2 separate regions of the Ovis aries genome follow, and region 1 is linked to region 2. The links are chromatin contacts, called in public Hi-C maps. All regions are on one chromosome and are shown on one strand. The core of a region is the stretch at or near the end of the contact, and the rest is flanking DNA. Distances in the headings are between cores, read along the strand shown. Region 1 has its middle 45 kb from the start of MAL2. Region 2 has its middle 24 kb from the start of CCN3.

Region 1 (3,163 bases), core at 624-3,123, 130 kb after region 2:
GTGTAGTATTAAGATTGTCAGGGACGTCATACCAGCCACTGGTTTACTTGCTGAGAATAGGGGTCGGCTGCTTGTTGGCTGTTTATAAATGTTCCCTTATTTAAATTGCCTGAAATCAGACTATAAAAACAATGCTGTACTGAAGCAAGAGTGCTGGACTAGAAATCTGAAAATCTGTCTACTGGGACCTATTTAGAGCTAATGGTGTAATCCATTAGCATCCGTTTATTTCTCAGTAGAATGTGAATAATATCTGTCTTCTTAGAAGACTGTTGTGAATAACAAATTACACTTGTGAAAATGTCTTGTTTAAATTGATAGTTTGATTTCTGTCTGCAATTTGTATCTGTAAAACATAGTGTAATATTCAAAGCATGTAAGAAAAGATTTTCATTAACTCTGTGGTATTTGCTGAAATCATTGTTTCTTTAGGACCAAATTTGGTTCCTTTCTCAGAGGTAAGTAACACTGAGTCAACTGCAAGTAAGTTTTGAGAAGGTTTCTTATTATTATTTCTTATGACTTTTGCTGTTGGCTTTCCTGAAGGGAAAGAAGGCATATGGAAGAAAAGGACTTAATAGAGGATAGGAAATTTGAGAAATATGAATTGGGGAGTGAATGAAAAGAAGATTTGAATTTTCCTCCTTAATATTGAAAACTGAGTTGTTTGATTAAAAAGAAAATGATTTATTTGGGCTAATACCTGTGTTACCAGAATAACACAAAGACTCCATTATCCCCTGGAGGAATGTCATGGGTCAGTTCATAACAGCAACAAAAACAGCAGCAGCAGCAGCTCCTGCTCCAATTCTTGTTGTTGTTGTTCAGTCGCCAAGTCGTGTCCAACTCTCTATGACCCCATGGACTGCAGCACACCAGGCTTCCCTGTCCTTCACCATCTCCTGGAGCGTGCTCACACTTGTGTCCATTGAGTCAGTGATACCATCCAACCATCTCTCATTCTCTGAAACCCCTTTCTCCTCCTGCCCTCGGTCTTTCTAGCATCAGGGTCTTTTCCATTACCAGACTAGCCTTCAATCTCCCAGTAGAGTCAAAATATAAAACAAGTTCTACCTGGCTCTCAACTCTGTATTTCTTTCATGGAACCACCCCACCAAGCTGGTTGTGAAAATAACTGCGACTTCAATCACAGAGGGCAAAGACGGAAAGAGAGGTGACTACAAGATATAGCATTTCTTTTCTTTTTACTTTGATTATTATATGACAAGCATGATGGCCTTAAGTGTGTTGCTGTTAATAATTCAATCACCATAAGGCTGTAAGTGAAGGCTGACAGCATTGCCCATCTTTAGTAGAAGGAGCCACCAAGTTTTGCAAACGGGGAAACCCGGGACTATGTTCCCAAATTGTATTTTGATTAATAGCAAAAGATACTGAAAGGTGTTTGAAAAAATGACTTTTAATTGTAATGTAATGAATGTCTCAAGGACATGAAAGTGCTGATGTTTTTCATGTCTCCCCTCACTCCTCCTGGTGGCTCAGACAGTAAAGAAACAGCCTACAATTCAGGAGACCCCAGTTCAATCCCTGGGTCGGGAAGATTCCATGGAGGAGGGCATGGCAACCCACTCCAGTATTCTAGCCTGGGAAATTCCATGGACAGAGGAGCTTGGCAGGCTACAATCCATGGAGTCACAAGGAGTCGGACATGACTGAGCACTTAACACTCTCACCCCTTCACCCCACCAAGTGGAAACAAGCATTATGATTACATTTATTGCTATCTGTGTTTTTAATGATTAAGTTTTGGCTTAGTGACTTAAAAGAAGCCAAACTCTCAGCCCTTACTTAGGACAGAATGTTACATACAGCCTTAAACTGTGGGTTTACACATAACCCTGAGGCAAGGGACTCAAGAGCAGATCATGTTAAAATGGAAAATCTTTCTGAAGTTTCCTACTCTTGAGCAGCTACCTATCAAGCCTCTAAACTGTGCTCATACTGCCCTCTCCTGGTTGGATGGAAGAACAGCTAAAAGAAAAGTGAATGTGGGTTTCAGCATTGAATGCTCTTCGATTAATCTGAATTTAATCGAAATGGAAATTACCAAGTGGTCAAGAGAGAAAAAGAACGGGACAGAAAAAGGATTCTCACTTGTGACTTTGCAGTGTGAGTACAAACCCAAACTAAACATATTTCATGAAAAAACACCCCAACAAAATTCTTGCTTTAGGGTCATTTGATCAGTAGGGTTGTCCCACAGCTATCAACTGTGAGTGACCAGAGCTCATCTGAATTCCAGAGAGATTTGCCTCAGGTGCACTAAACTGTAGGACAGGATGTAGTGGAGGCATGCAACCCATGTTGCACTTGTTTTCATACACTTCATAGCTTGGTGCCCTTTGTTGAACCCTGATGGCAGATGAAAAGACTGATAGCAGGCTGGAGTGCAAAAACAGAGGTAGCTGGAAATCTGTGGGAAATGTCTGTGTCTTGTTGTAAAACACTCTAGCATTTCTCCAGTGTTCACCAACCAAGTACACGGCCATGATAAAACCTAAAAGTATAAATTTACCCAACTCTTTGCACTTGGTTCAGAATTGTGAAATGTGTTAGGTTTCCGTACTTCCTGCCTTCTTGGGCCATATCACTTAGGTTGGAAATGTCACACGACGTGAAACAAATCCTCACGTTCCAACGACCTTAGTTTTGACATCTGGAAAATGGTGATCATAAAGGTATGTCTAGGGGTTTGGGGAGGGTGTGATACATCTGATGTTCTTGGATCAGTGACTGTGGGTGCTCATTTGCTAAGTCGTATCTGACTCTTTTGTGACCCCATGGACTATAGCTTGCCAGGCTCCTCTGTCTATGGAATTTGCCAGGCAAGAATATTGGAACAGGAGCATTTTCTACTCCAGGGGATCTTCCTGACCCAGGGATTGAACCTGCGTCTCTTGTGTCTCCTGTTTTGGCAGGCAGATTCTTTACCACTGCACCACCTGGGAAGCCTGGATCAGTGACTAGCATCTAGTAAATGTTCAATAAATGTTAGCGGTCCGACCCATTTCGACTCCACGGAGCACGCCAGGCCTCCCTGTCCATCCTGGAGTTTACTCAAACTCATGTCCATTGAATCAGTGATGCCATCCAACCATCTCATTCTCTGTTGTCCCCTTCTCCTCCCGCCTTCAATGATGCT
Region 2 (2,920 bases), core at 380-2,879:
AAATTCCATACAGTGACCACCGGCCTGCTGTCATCCTGCTCCGTTCACTTTTCTGATTTTCTCCCCTCCTTTCTGATGTTCTCACCTCCCTTTCTTCCCGTAACCACTTTGCCCCAGGCACAGGGGCATCTTTGATCTCTCCTGCTCAGAGTCTGAACACTCACTGTCTCCTCTGCTTGGGTTACTTTCACTGTTTCCATGAGCTACACCTTCACCTTCTCATTGAAGTTTTCCTTACCATCCTTTCTCCAATGGCAATTCCATTCCTTCTTGTACAGAAAGTCCCCTAAATACGAACGAGTTCCAGGAAAGTCTCTTGGACATTTTCTTTACACAGTCTATTACCGACTATAATTATAAGATCTATAGGACAGGGATTTTTAACTGCTTTGTACCTTGCTGTTATCCTGGTATTTAGAATAAGTGCTTGGAACAGTACACACACAATACATAGCTGTTGTGCATATGTTATTAACTGAATGCTGATTTTATTTCTTTTTGCAGGAACTCTTCCAAGTCTCTGGAAATTTGGGAGAATGAAGGGACATTTGCAAGTATAGCTTGAAAAGGCATATCAATTCTATTTTCCTTTGCAGAGGTGGTAAGCCATTGCCTGTAGGACATATCTCATCTGCTGCTTCTTTTTGTAAATATAATTGTATTGCCATACAGATATGCTCATTTGTTTATCTATTGTCTAATGCTGCCCTTATGCTCTAACAGCAGAGTTGTATAGTTGCAATGGAGGCTATATGGCACAAAAAGCTTAAAATATTTGCTGTTGGCTCCTTTATAGATAAAGTAAGTGTTCCAACCCTTGTTCTTCTCTGTTTCCATAATTTTAACTGAGGGTATTGCTGATCATTAAAAGAGGATCAGATTAAAAGATTAATAAACATTCTCAAGTGAAAATAAAATGAAGCAGAAGATGGCTTTCAGCAGGTCGGTTTCATTTAGACCACTGGGTGTCTCTCTTCCCTAAACTTTACAAGTAAATGTTGAATCAGACATCAGCCAACTTGGGGCTGTGACATACCAGACAAATATTGACAGTTGCTAAGGCAACTGGGATAACTTATTGCCCAAAGGATAATATAGGCGCCAATTGCGCATGCCATGTTTCTCACATAGGGGAGAGACAGACATGAATGAAAAAATGTATTTCATGATCTCTCTTCAACTGTGGCTTAAAAACAACACATAGCTGATGCTTATCTTAATTCCTCTTTCAGTTTTTCTGGATATTAACACTTTCCCAGAAAAAGTGAGGGTCCCTAAGTCAGCCAAAATATGTCACAAATGGGCAATCTCTTTGGTTATCAATTCTTTTTCCCAGTTAGTCCTGGAGTTTATCTTTCCAAGTTGTGTTCTAATGGCCAGCCATAAGGCCACATGTATTTTCTAGCTCATCCATCTTGTCACAAAAGTGGTTTCTGCAGCATCTTTTTTTCAGAGATTTCTTATTAGTCAACACTGGAATAATTAGTCTGTCGCTTTCTTTGCCTCCTACAACATAGTTGGAGAGAGGGTTTAAACTTGAGCTTTTTCTGACATTAAGCTTTTGCTATTATGCAAGGCTTCTTCGCTGTGGCACTATTGGCAACTGGGTTGGATAATTCCTTGTTGTGAGAGCTGTCATGTGCTTTGTAGGATGTTTAGAAGTATCTTTGACCTCTATCCACCAGATGCCAGTAGCAACTCCCCTGCTGTTAAAATTTTTTAAAAAAATGTCTTTAGATAAACATCCCCTGGGAAGCAAAATCATCCCAGCTAAAATATTGCGCTAGTCAATCCTAACCATGTTGCTTCTCAGATTATCCTTAAGGCATCCTCAAGTGGAGCTGAAATTTCAAAACACAAGGAAAGAATTGGTAGGAATCTTAAATCAACCAAATTTCAAAGGAGAACCTAGTTTTACACAAAGTTTAAAAATACAGAAATTAAAATATTGGTTATAATAAATCCAGAAAGATCAATCAATGAGAACTGCTTTCATTCAGTGAGATACAAGATAAAATCTCAAAAAAGATAAGATCTCCCAGATGAAACTTTTAGGTTCATTTTTTTTCTTCTGGAATATATAATCATATTGTGTGCTCAGTTGTGTCCAACTCTTCACGATCCCATGGACTGTAGCCCGCCAGGCTCCTCTGTCCATGGAATTTTCCAGGCAAGAACACTGAAGCAGGTTGCCATTTCCTCCTCCAGGGGATCTTCCTCACACACGGTTTGAACCCATGTCTCTTGCATCTCCTGCATTGGCAGGTGGATCATTTACCACTAGCAGTTCCTGGGAAGCCCTTCTGGGCTCTATAGAAGTCTTGCTATTGTGAACTTCTGGGAAGTGAGAAGCCATTCAGGATGGGCTCTGACCATGCCTTTGCTCTGCTGTCCTCAAAGCCTTTCCAATGACTGAGTTTGGCTCTCTGAGTTTGGAGCATCTGGGACTGATTAAGGCATGGCATCTAGGAAACTTGTACATTTGACGTTTGTCTTCTAGAAAACCATCAGCCTGTCCACAGCTCTTCGGAACTGCTTAGCCTTTGAGTCCCTCCTCGAAGGCTGGGTAATCCCATTTCCCACTGGACAGGAGGGGCTGGGTGAGGTCATTATGACGATTCATATGCAACATGCTGGGCTGTAGCTCCCAAAGGAGCTTGAAATATTGATTTTATGCATGTCATGCTAAAGGCTGAACAGTTGTAATCCTGCTTTGTATATTACTTCTTGAAGATTTAAAACAAGATGGCTTTGCCACCAGCATAGCTGACATATTTTAATTAATCTTTGTGAAACAGCTTGACATGTTTAAATGAGCTCATCCAAATAGAATCAGTTATCCTCCTCTGATATAGAATACATTGGAATGAAGCATGATTTATGAAGAATAGAAATCTCACCCTCATTTTTTCCTTTTTTG

The links. A called contact is a pair of places that touch in the nucleus more often than the background predicts.
Region 1: a Hi-C map of tail adipose tissue shows a contact between it and region 2, with 6 times the contacts expected there. The contact joins two enhancer-like sites. A contact is called at or near these places in 8 of 16 Hi-C or Micro-C datasets (hypothalamus, mesenteric adipose tissue, muscle and 4 more).

Annotation. Positions count from the first base shown.
Region 1 is chr9:58,041,453-58,044,615 of ARS-UI_Ramb_v3.0, forward strand. No RefSeq gene overlaps it. Among named protein-coding and RNA genes, the nearest start is that of MAL2, 45 kb to the right of the region's middle. Within about 2 kb of position 1,874, at least 2 of the 54 cell types and tissues checked have an H3K27ac peak or open chromatin away from gene starts, as enhancers often do. A contact at or near this core is called in tail adipose tissue, where this site is marked.
Region 2 is chr9:57,906,717-57,909,636 of ARS-UI_Ramb_v3.0, forward strand. No RefSeq gene overlaps it. Among named protein-coding and RNA genes, the nearest start is that of CCN3, 24 kb to the right of the region's middle. Within about 2 kb of position 1,630, at least 3 of the 54 cell types and tissues checked have an H3K27ac peak or open chromatin away from gene starts, as enhancers often do. A contact at or near this core is called in tail adipose tissue, where this site is marked.